Linked DNA regions of Mus musculus: region 2 is linked to region 1. A link is a contact called in public Hi-C data. All regions are on one chromosome and are shown on one strand. The core of a region is the stretch at or near the end of the contact, and the rest is flanking DNA. Distances in the headings are between cores, read along the strand shown.

What was found. Hi-C and Micro-C count contacts between places; a contact is called where the count stands out from the background.
Region 2: a Hi-C map of cortical neurons shows a contact between it and region 1. The contact joins two enhancer-like sites. A contact is called at or near these places in 8 of 39 promoter capture datasets (3T3-L1-derived adipocytes, embryonic stem cells, liver and 3 more), 1 of 484 Hi-C or Micro-C datasets (cortical neurons), 3 of 115 datasets of contacts at active chromatin or transcription factors (astrocytes, embryonic forebrain and large pre-B cells) and 1 of 9 other capture datasets (adipose tissue).

What each region holds. Positions count from the first base shown.
Region 1 is chr9:120,580,421-120,584,404 of GRCm38.p6, reverse strand. No RefSeq gene overlaps it. Among named protein-coding and RNA genes, the nearest start is that of 5830454E08Rik, 5.1 kb to the right of the region's middle. Within about 2 kb of position 1,589, at least 199 of the 459 cell types and tissues checked have an H3K27ac peak or open chromatin away from gene starts, as enhancers often do. A contact at or near this core is called in cortical neurons, where this site is marked.
Region 2 is chr9:121,688,412-121,692,769 of GRCm38.p6, reverse strand. Sec22c (SEC22 homolog C, vesicle trafficking protein) reads left to right here. Exons shown (of 7, transcript NM_001164562.1): 4 at 2,355-2,534. Among named protein-coding and RNA genes, the nearest start is that of Sec22c, 14 kb to the left of the region's middle. Within about 2 kb of position 2,464, at least 65 of the 459 cell types and tissues checked have an H3K27ac peak or open chromatin away from gene starts, as enhancers often do. A contact at or near this core is called in cortical neurons, where this site is marked.

The DNA of each region.
Region 1 (3,984 bases), core at 340-2,839:
AACAAAACAAAACAAAACAACCAAACCGATCATCATGGACTGATCCACCAGTGTACAGGAAGGCTACTGTAACACGCACACGGCATCCTTTTTCCAGTCACCACTTTCCAGGGCCCTGTCCACAGTAGCACAGGCTTCCCTTCAAGGTTATTACCAAGAACAAATCAAACCCCACTTCATTAATGTCCAGCAACCCTATGGACTCATGCCACCACCCACTGCATTTCCAAACTCCCATTTTGAACTTGGATTTCGTCCAGTGTTGCTTTGTACAGTTGCCCATTCTCCCCCAGGTTTCCACCAAACTCCTGCAAAAGTTCACACAAGAGATACAGTAAAGACTAAGAGTGGCTGGAGAGATGTGTCAGCAGGTAAGAGCACTAACTGGTCTGCCAGAGGTCCTGAGTTCAATTCCCAGTAGCCACATGGTGGCTCACAACCATCTGTAAAGGAATCTGTAATCCCAGCACTTGAGAGGCAGAGGCAGGCGCATTCTGGGTTCAAGGCCAGCCTGGTCTACAGAGTGAGTTCCAAGATAGCCAGGGCTACACAGAGAAACCCTGACTCGAAAAAAAACAAAAAACAAAAAACAAAACAAAACAACAACAAAAAAAAGCTAAGATATTCTACAGCTAGAATAAAGGGTAAAACTAAAAAGGAAAGCCTTTCTGTGTAAAGATGTGACTGTGCACACTAGCTACCACAGGTGTAACGCACACAGTGACTTCTCACTGCTATATCATTCAAGCATTTGCACTGCGGTGGTCCTCAACAAGCTCTGACAGAAACAGCACATCACCATTCTGGAATAATCAGTCATACCAGCATCCCCTATCTCCAACAGCAGTAGCACCCCCTACAGTCAGTGGTGCCAACTCCTCCCGCCCCTGCCCCTCAGTCATTGCTACACCAGGTGAGGTGGCTCAGAAGTTAAAAGCACTTGCTGCTCTTACTGCAGACCCCTGTTCAGTGCCCAACACCCACAACCAGACTGTTCACAACTATCTGTAACTTTGGGGCCAGCAGATTTGACACTCATTTCTGGCCTCTGAGGGCACCTGCATGTGTGTGGCATATATATATATACACACACACACTCCAAATCTGAGAAAACTTGAAGAAAAAAAAAAGAATCTGCCATTAAGTTCTAAAATGCATGATCAGAAGCTCGCTCCAGTTCTCCTGCAGGTATTACATTTCTGGCAACACGCTTCTTCCTGTTTATTGTGTGCCCGTGTGTGTGTGTGTGTGTGTGTGTGCCCGTGTGTGTGTGTGTGCGCGCGCGCGCGCACGCGCACGCGCACGTGGAGGGGTGCATTTTTGCCAAGGAACCCATCTGCCATTTGAAGTCAGCCGTAACTTGTGAGAGTTGGTTCTCTCCTACTGTGGGATCCCAGGGCACAGAACTCAGGGTGTATGGCTTGGTGGCAAGTGCTATGTCACTGGCCCCAGGTCGTTTCTTTTTAATTACAACAGGCCAGGCAGGACAAGTGATTCCCTAACTGACCTTGCAGCTCCCAAGCCTAGCCGACACAGCCGCTGCTGTCAGTGTGCAGAGACCGCAGTGTTCTGTTCTCCACCTACAGTCTGTAAGCGAATTCATTAATGTGTGTTCACGTGGTGCCACCTACTGGTGAGAAGGAGCTCGAGGAAGTGCTAAGCTAAAGCTGCAGGGGGAAGGCCGAGAAGAACTGACAACCGTGAAAGTCTTCACTGTGGGAGCACGGCCCTGGGAGACACACGCGCTAACTGGGCAGATGAAGAGGGTATTTCAAATGCAGCCCAGGAACCAACCAGCACAGCTGGAGGAAAGGGGGGAAGAGGCACAGCTGCAGGAGGGGCTCGCGGCTCCTGCAGAGGAATCTGAGCTGAGGTGGAGGGAGTCCCTGGGGATCACCCTGAGTCAGCTCCATCTCCACCAGGTACAGTTTGAGGTGCTGGAGAAAACTCCTGTACCATCTGAAAGCTCTCCGGCACTTCTTGCATTCACACAGCTTCTCCGCAGAGTGAACAATCTGGTGCTGGAGGAAGGCCACGCCCCTCCGGAAGGCCCTAAGGCTCTCCTTGCAGACGTAGGGCTTCTCTCTGGTGTCTATCATCCAGTCCTGGGTTAAGGCCCCGCTAGAACTCAGATCTTTCCTGCACTGCCTGCACTTGTAGGTGATCCTTCCAGTCGTGGCTGGACCTGAAGGCTTTGCGGCACCCTTTACATTCGAAGGACTTTTTCTCCCAATGTGACTCATCTGGTTACGCAGCAGCATCGAGTTGTAGCTGAGCCTCCCCCCCCCCCGCACCCCCCTCCCCGCATTCTTTACATACTTAGAACGTCAGACCTGGATCCTGGAAGGATCAGATTCGGACTGGAACTGAATGTCTTCCTTGCTGTCCGGTTCTCACAGTCAAAGTGTTGAGAATCATTTCGGAGCACCGCCCCACTAGGGACTCTGCGGGGTGCTATCTCTTAAGAGGCTTCCTGACTGCTGGGTGTGGTGGCACACGCCTTTAATCCCAGCACTCGGGAGGCAGAGGCAGGCGGATTTCTGAGTTCGAGGCCAGCCTGGTCTACAGAGTGAGTTCCAGGACAGCCAGGGCTACACAGAGAAACCCTGTCTCAAAACAAACAAACAAACAAACAAACAAACAAACAAACCAACAACAACAACAACAACAACAACAACAACAAAAGAGGCTTCCTGACTGAAAGGGAGTTCTTCCGCCCTTGGTCCAAGACTCAGTATCTAAGCAATGCAAGCACAAGATGAGAGGCCTTAGCTAGTGCCTAGGAGGAAAGCGGAGCCTGATAAATAATTTTCCTTGCAGAGTGATTTTGAGACATACCTTTGAAATGACTACAAGATCTGAAAGAAGATAATGAGAGGGGCTGGGGAGATAGTTCAGTGGGTAAAGGCACCTGTGGTTCCTCCAGAGGACCCAAGTTCAGTTCCTGGCAGCGTCAGTAGCTCACAACTGCCTGTGACTACATTCCTGGAGGCATCTGGCTCCTTCTGGCCTCTGGCATTGCCCAGACATGTGGTAGTGGTGGTGGTGGTTGTTGTTTTGAGAAAGGGTTTCTCTGTATAGCCTTGAATATCCTGGGCCTCACTTTGTAGATCGGGGGGGGGGGGGGTAGGAGGAGGGTGACTGTGCAGGTGGAAGGGTAGGAGGACAGTGAGTGTGCAGGGGGGGGGGGTAGGATGACACCCGCTGCCTGTCCTCTACAGTCTCATCTGTGACAAACACAACGTAGATCTAGATAGTATGGCAGGTGGAAGTTTTAAAACAAAGTCACTTTTTCCACCACTTATGGCCTAAACATTAAATTCATGCCTGTGACCAATGTCAGCTGGGTCACCAAGGAGCACCATCCTTGACCCTGCTGGAGCCCAGGCCTGCTCCATGCTTCAGAAGACATAAGGAGTTGTAAGAGGCTGTGAGGACAAAGCTGACTCGGGGAGTACCTAGGAGGCGGCCGCCTTTGGGAACTGCACGTGAAGCAGCTCCTCCACACCCAGGTGAGACTCCTTCCCTAGAGCAACTCGAACACCTTTCTACAGAGCTTCGGGGCTCACCAGGACTGCAGCCTCTTGGACACTCTGCGGCCCAGGGCACTTCTCTCTGCAGCTGGGAGACCAGAACAGGTTTGTGAGACAGACATTCAACTAGAGAAGAAAAGGAGGGAAGACAAGTTGAGGACATTTGCCAGTGGGTTCCAGAGACCTCTATCAGCCCACCTTCCTTCAGGCCTGACGGAGAGAGATGGGGACTTCAGAAGATAGAGCAGCATTGGGGGTCTAACCTGGACTCCATGATACAGCCAGGGAGATAGGACCTGGGCCTGGGCCTCTCAAGAGGAATCTCCCTTGGGAAGGATGCTCGTTCAGGTGCTCCCCTTGGGGAGCACTTCCACAATGGTGGACACCAACTCTCTACCCAAGGAAGGAGAGACAGAGATCTCCTTGACATGCCAAAACAGAGCCACACCCT
Region 2 (4,358 bases), core at 1,215-3,714, 1.1 Mb before region 1:
GGCATGGAACTTTCCACAGTGGCTTTCTGTGTCTTCAGAGCCTATGGAGAGGTGGCAGAAGGGTGAGGCCTGTGTAGGCTATTCACCACAGGCCCTGGAAGTTGGGGTCAGCAAACCACAGCCTGTATAGACCAGATTGTGCTATGTGAACCAGGCCATAGTCTGTATAGACCAGATTGTGCTATGTGAATCAGGCCACAGCCTGTATGGACCAGATTGTGTTATGTGAATCAGGTTTGTGATGCTTTGCCAACCAGGACCTACCAGGAGCCGGAAACGTTTACTCTCTTACACTTGGAGAAAGTTCTGCTGATGGCAGGTCTGGGTTGGAGCCTCTGAGGGAGTGTGAATGAGCCTGGAAGACAGCGAATGCTTCCAGCTTCTGTGGTGATTACAGGCACACACGTTTCTGCAGGAGTTTGTTTATTTGTTGTTTTTCCTCCATTTTGTCAAAGCATCAGGCTGTAACAGTTTGGAAATGAGAACAATGTGGTCCTTCCCTCAAGCAGGTTGACAAAGACTGCTTTGGAAGAAGACATTTTTTGTCCTAAGATCAGCCAGAAGGTTCTCTGTGATCCCAAGTCTACAGAACACAGCCCGGTAGTCATGGGGTGTGTCCAGTTTGGCCAAGAGTGGTTCATTTTGAGCTCTAGGGCAGCATTTCCCAACCTGTGGCTGGCAGCCCTTTGTGGGGAAGGGAGGGGGCTTGAACAATCCTTTTAAAGGGTTCACCTAAGACCATTGGATATAGTAAATATTTGCATTGCAATTCACAACAGTAGTTGTGAATGCTTCTATATTCACTTATTACACTTATGAAGTAGCAACAAGAATAATTTTGTGGTTGGTGGGGGATGGTCACCATAACAGGAGGAACCATATTAAAGGGCGAGAGTTGTTGGGAGAGTTGGGAACACTGCTCTAGGGAGCAAGAGAGGTGGGCAGTGGATGTGTCGTATCTGGGATGGACTAGAACAGGGATCTGGAAGTGTTTGGCACAGTCAGGTGTGAGGCCAGCATTTAGGTCATCTGGCTATGACTGCCAGAGTCTTCACTGTCCCTCAGTGACCTCCGACCTGGGGCTGTCACTTTCAGGAGCAGGAATGCCCAGGTGGGGGGGCTGTGGCAGACCTGGGAGGCTTTTGTGAAGCTGCTGCCCTGGGCCCCTCTTAATCCCTGTCTGGATGGTGCTGGCTGTCTATAAGCAGGCCACAGCTGTGGCTCCCATGGCCCCAGTTGATTTGGGGGGGAAAAGAAGCTGCCTTCATTTGCCCTTCTCTCTGCATGGGCCTTCCTTGCAAAGCAGGAGCTATATCAGACGGGAGACCTTCCCTAGCACCACCATAGCTCCTTGGAGTCAGAGAACAGTGATATTAGAAATGCGTGATTGGGCTCCTGCTTCAAAGTTTGTTAGGCCAGGCGTGGGAGTGGGCATGGTTGTGCACTGGAATCCTAGCAGTTGGGACATCAGGAGTTCAAGGCCATCACTGGCTACATAGCAAGTTTGAGGCCAGCCTGGACTACACGAGTTTTAATTTAAAACAAATCAACAAAATCGTGTTATGATTTGTTGGAGTGGATTAATAGTAATATAACTAAAAGAATCAAAGCCGACACTTCTGTCCTGGTCTGTTTCCTCTCCCTGCGGTAAACACCATGACCAAGGGCCACGTGGGAAGAAGAGGGTTATTTGACTTACAGTCTATATTCGTAGCCAACCATGAAGGGAAGTCAGGGCAGGAACTCAAGGCAGGAACCTGAATGGTACTGAGGCAGACCGTGGAGGGTGCTGCTTACAGGCTTCCTCTGCACGGATTGTTCAGTCTGCTTTCTTAGAAGCCCTGGGCCACCCCTTCAGGGGTGGCACTGAGCCCACTGTGCTTAGCCCTCCACGTCAATCATAATTTAAGAAAATGCCACATTGGTTTGTTTGGTGGCCAGTCTCATAAAAGCATTTCTCAGACATAAACTTCCTTCTTCCCAGGTGGCTCCAGCTCATGTCACATTGTGTAAAGCTCAAACGCATCCAGCACACCTTCCAGATACGCCTTCCCAGCTTGTACAACAGAGTCCCATTTATTCCTGACTCCAAGCTTAGAGACAGCCTGAAGGGGCAGGCCCAGTGCTTCCTGCCAACTCCGGGGTCCCTGAGGGCTGGCGGCTTCTCTGCAGCCACACTTTAATTATTCTTCTTTGGAGAAGTGGATCAGACTAGTGTTAATACGCAGCAGTCACCTGACCTCCGATAACTGACTCTGTTCGGAATCTGACTTACTGGTTGCTTAGCAACGGGCGCTTCGCTTCCCATCTGCACCATTCTGACGATGCTCAACTTGGCCTCTCTCTTTCTGCAGACAGTGTCATTCAGAAAACAAAGTGGCATTTTAACCACATGAGCTCCTCCCAGATGAAGAGTGGCTTAGAAAAGATCCAAGAGGAGCTCGAGTTCCAGCCTCCAGCAGTCCTGTCCCTAGAGGACACAGATGTGGCAAATGGCATGCTGAACGGCCACACCCCAGTGCACTCTGAGCCTGGTAAGTGCCCGGCGTTCTCTGACGGAGACGAGGGGATGCATGTCAAGTAGGCTAGCAAGAATCTGGATGGGCCCCATTTCCAGGCGGTTTGTTGTAAAGGACAAAACCAAATGGAGCCTTACTGTTGTGATTGAGGCTCTCTTTAAGGAAGCAATCGGTGCCATTCTGGAGTTTCCATACTGAACAGCCAGGGAGGTTGTTGAAGGTGAAGTTCACAGGTTTTAGTGTTCTCAGAACTGTGCTATTGGAAGCCATTCATTGGACTCTATGGGGTCTGCTTGACTCACCACATCACTGGAAGCCCTCACCCTCTTCTCCTGTTGGAGGAAGACTGTGGGGAAAGTAGCATCTAAGAATCCTGCAACGGGGGCAGTGACGTGGCTCCGCGTAAAGCGGAGTCGCCAAGCTCGAGCTCCTGGGTTTGATCCCTGGAGACCCCATGGTAGAGGGAGACTTCATCCAGTTGTCCTCTGACCTCTGCAGAAAGGCCAGGGTGCATCTACAGCAAGACCTGTCTACATCGTAACAATCTAATTCTTTAAAACTTCTGTACTAAACTCACGGCTTGAAATGTAAATGGCACACTAAACTTGTGTTTGTGACATATTAAATTGCCTGTGGCAAATGAAAGTGGTTTTTGGCTTAATGCATTTAAACCAGTAAATCCCAAGATTGGCTCGCCTGCCAGTGGGCAAGCTGTCCCAGTTATGTTGGAGGACACTGGGCCTTCGGAAGAGAAGACTGGATTATTGAGTCTTGAGTGAAATTTCTTCCCTGCCTTGAGTAAACGTAGGGACACCTTTGTGATGTATGTTTTTTTTTTTTTTAAACACTTAGACAAGAGGAGGAATCCTGAAAGTGCCAACTAAGCCATTTTACTGTGGTTTCCCTCACCTTACTGTCCCGAGGCTAGAGGCCTCACAGGTAGCATGTTCTGTTCTAACAGGAACTCAAAATGCTCTGTGGGAACTAACACACTAACAGTAGGTGTTAGCTGGTCTGTGGGTCACAGGGCGAGGGCGCGCGTGTGTGTGTGTGTGTGTGTGTGTGTGTGTGTGTGTGTGTGTACACGCTTGTGTTATGTGTTGGGAAATGTGTGTGTGTGTGTGTGTGTGTGTGTGTGTGTGTACACGCTTGTGTTATGTGTTGGGAAATGTCAGGACCAGAAAGGATGCTCGGGAAGGGGCAGGACAGGAGACCGGGCTAGACAGCATCTGTGAACCAGACTCCCTTTCAGTTGTGACCTTTGGGAAGACAGCGAGTCTGTTCCCATTATCAGTCTGGCCATAGCTATAGTCTAGACATTCAAACTGTTATAGATCAAATACCTCCTCTCCCTGGGTATTTTAGAATTTATTCTGCTGTGAATAATTCTGGATGCCCACATGACACTGAACAGTGTCTGTACTGGGAAAAGAGCAGACCAGTTTACAAACTGAAGACTGAGGCAGGTGGCGGGGTGCTTCTAGAGTCTTGACAGTCCCTAAAGCCTGCAGCAGCAGCTGATTCTGTGTTGGGATCTTGTGTCTGGAGGGACGATTCCCGGTGTCACTGACGCTCACGTCTCCTGCTCACAGGTGTCTCTGCACCTCACTCCAGGTACAAGTCACCCCTGGCTAAAATAAAAAGGGGATTAAGTACTGTGCTTGACACAAAAAAGACCTTTTAAAAATTATAATTATAACAATAACTATTATTATTATTACTACTTTATTTTTTCTGGAAGAAGTTTACCTCCGTTTCTGAGATCCGTTCATTTCTCGCTTGCCCTGCTAACTTCCGCCGCTTTGTAAACGTGCGCATTTGTGGTCTGCGTTTAGCATG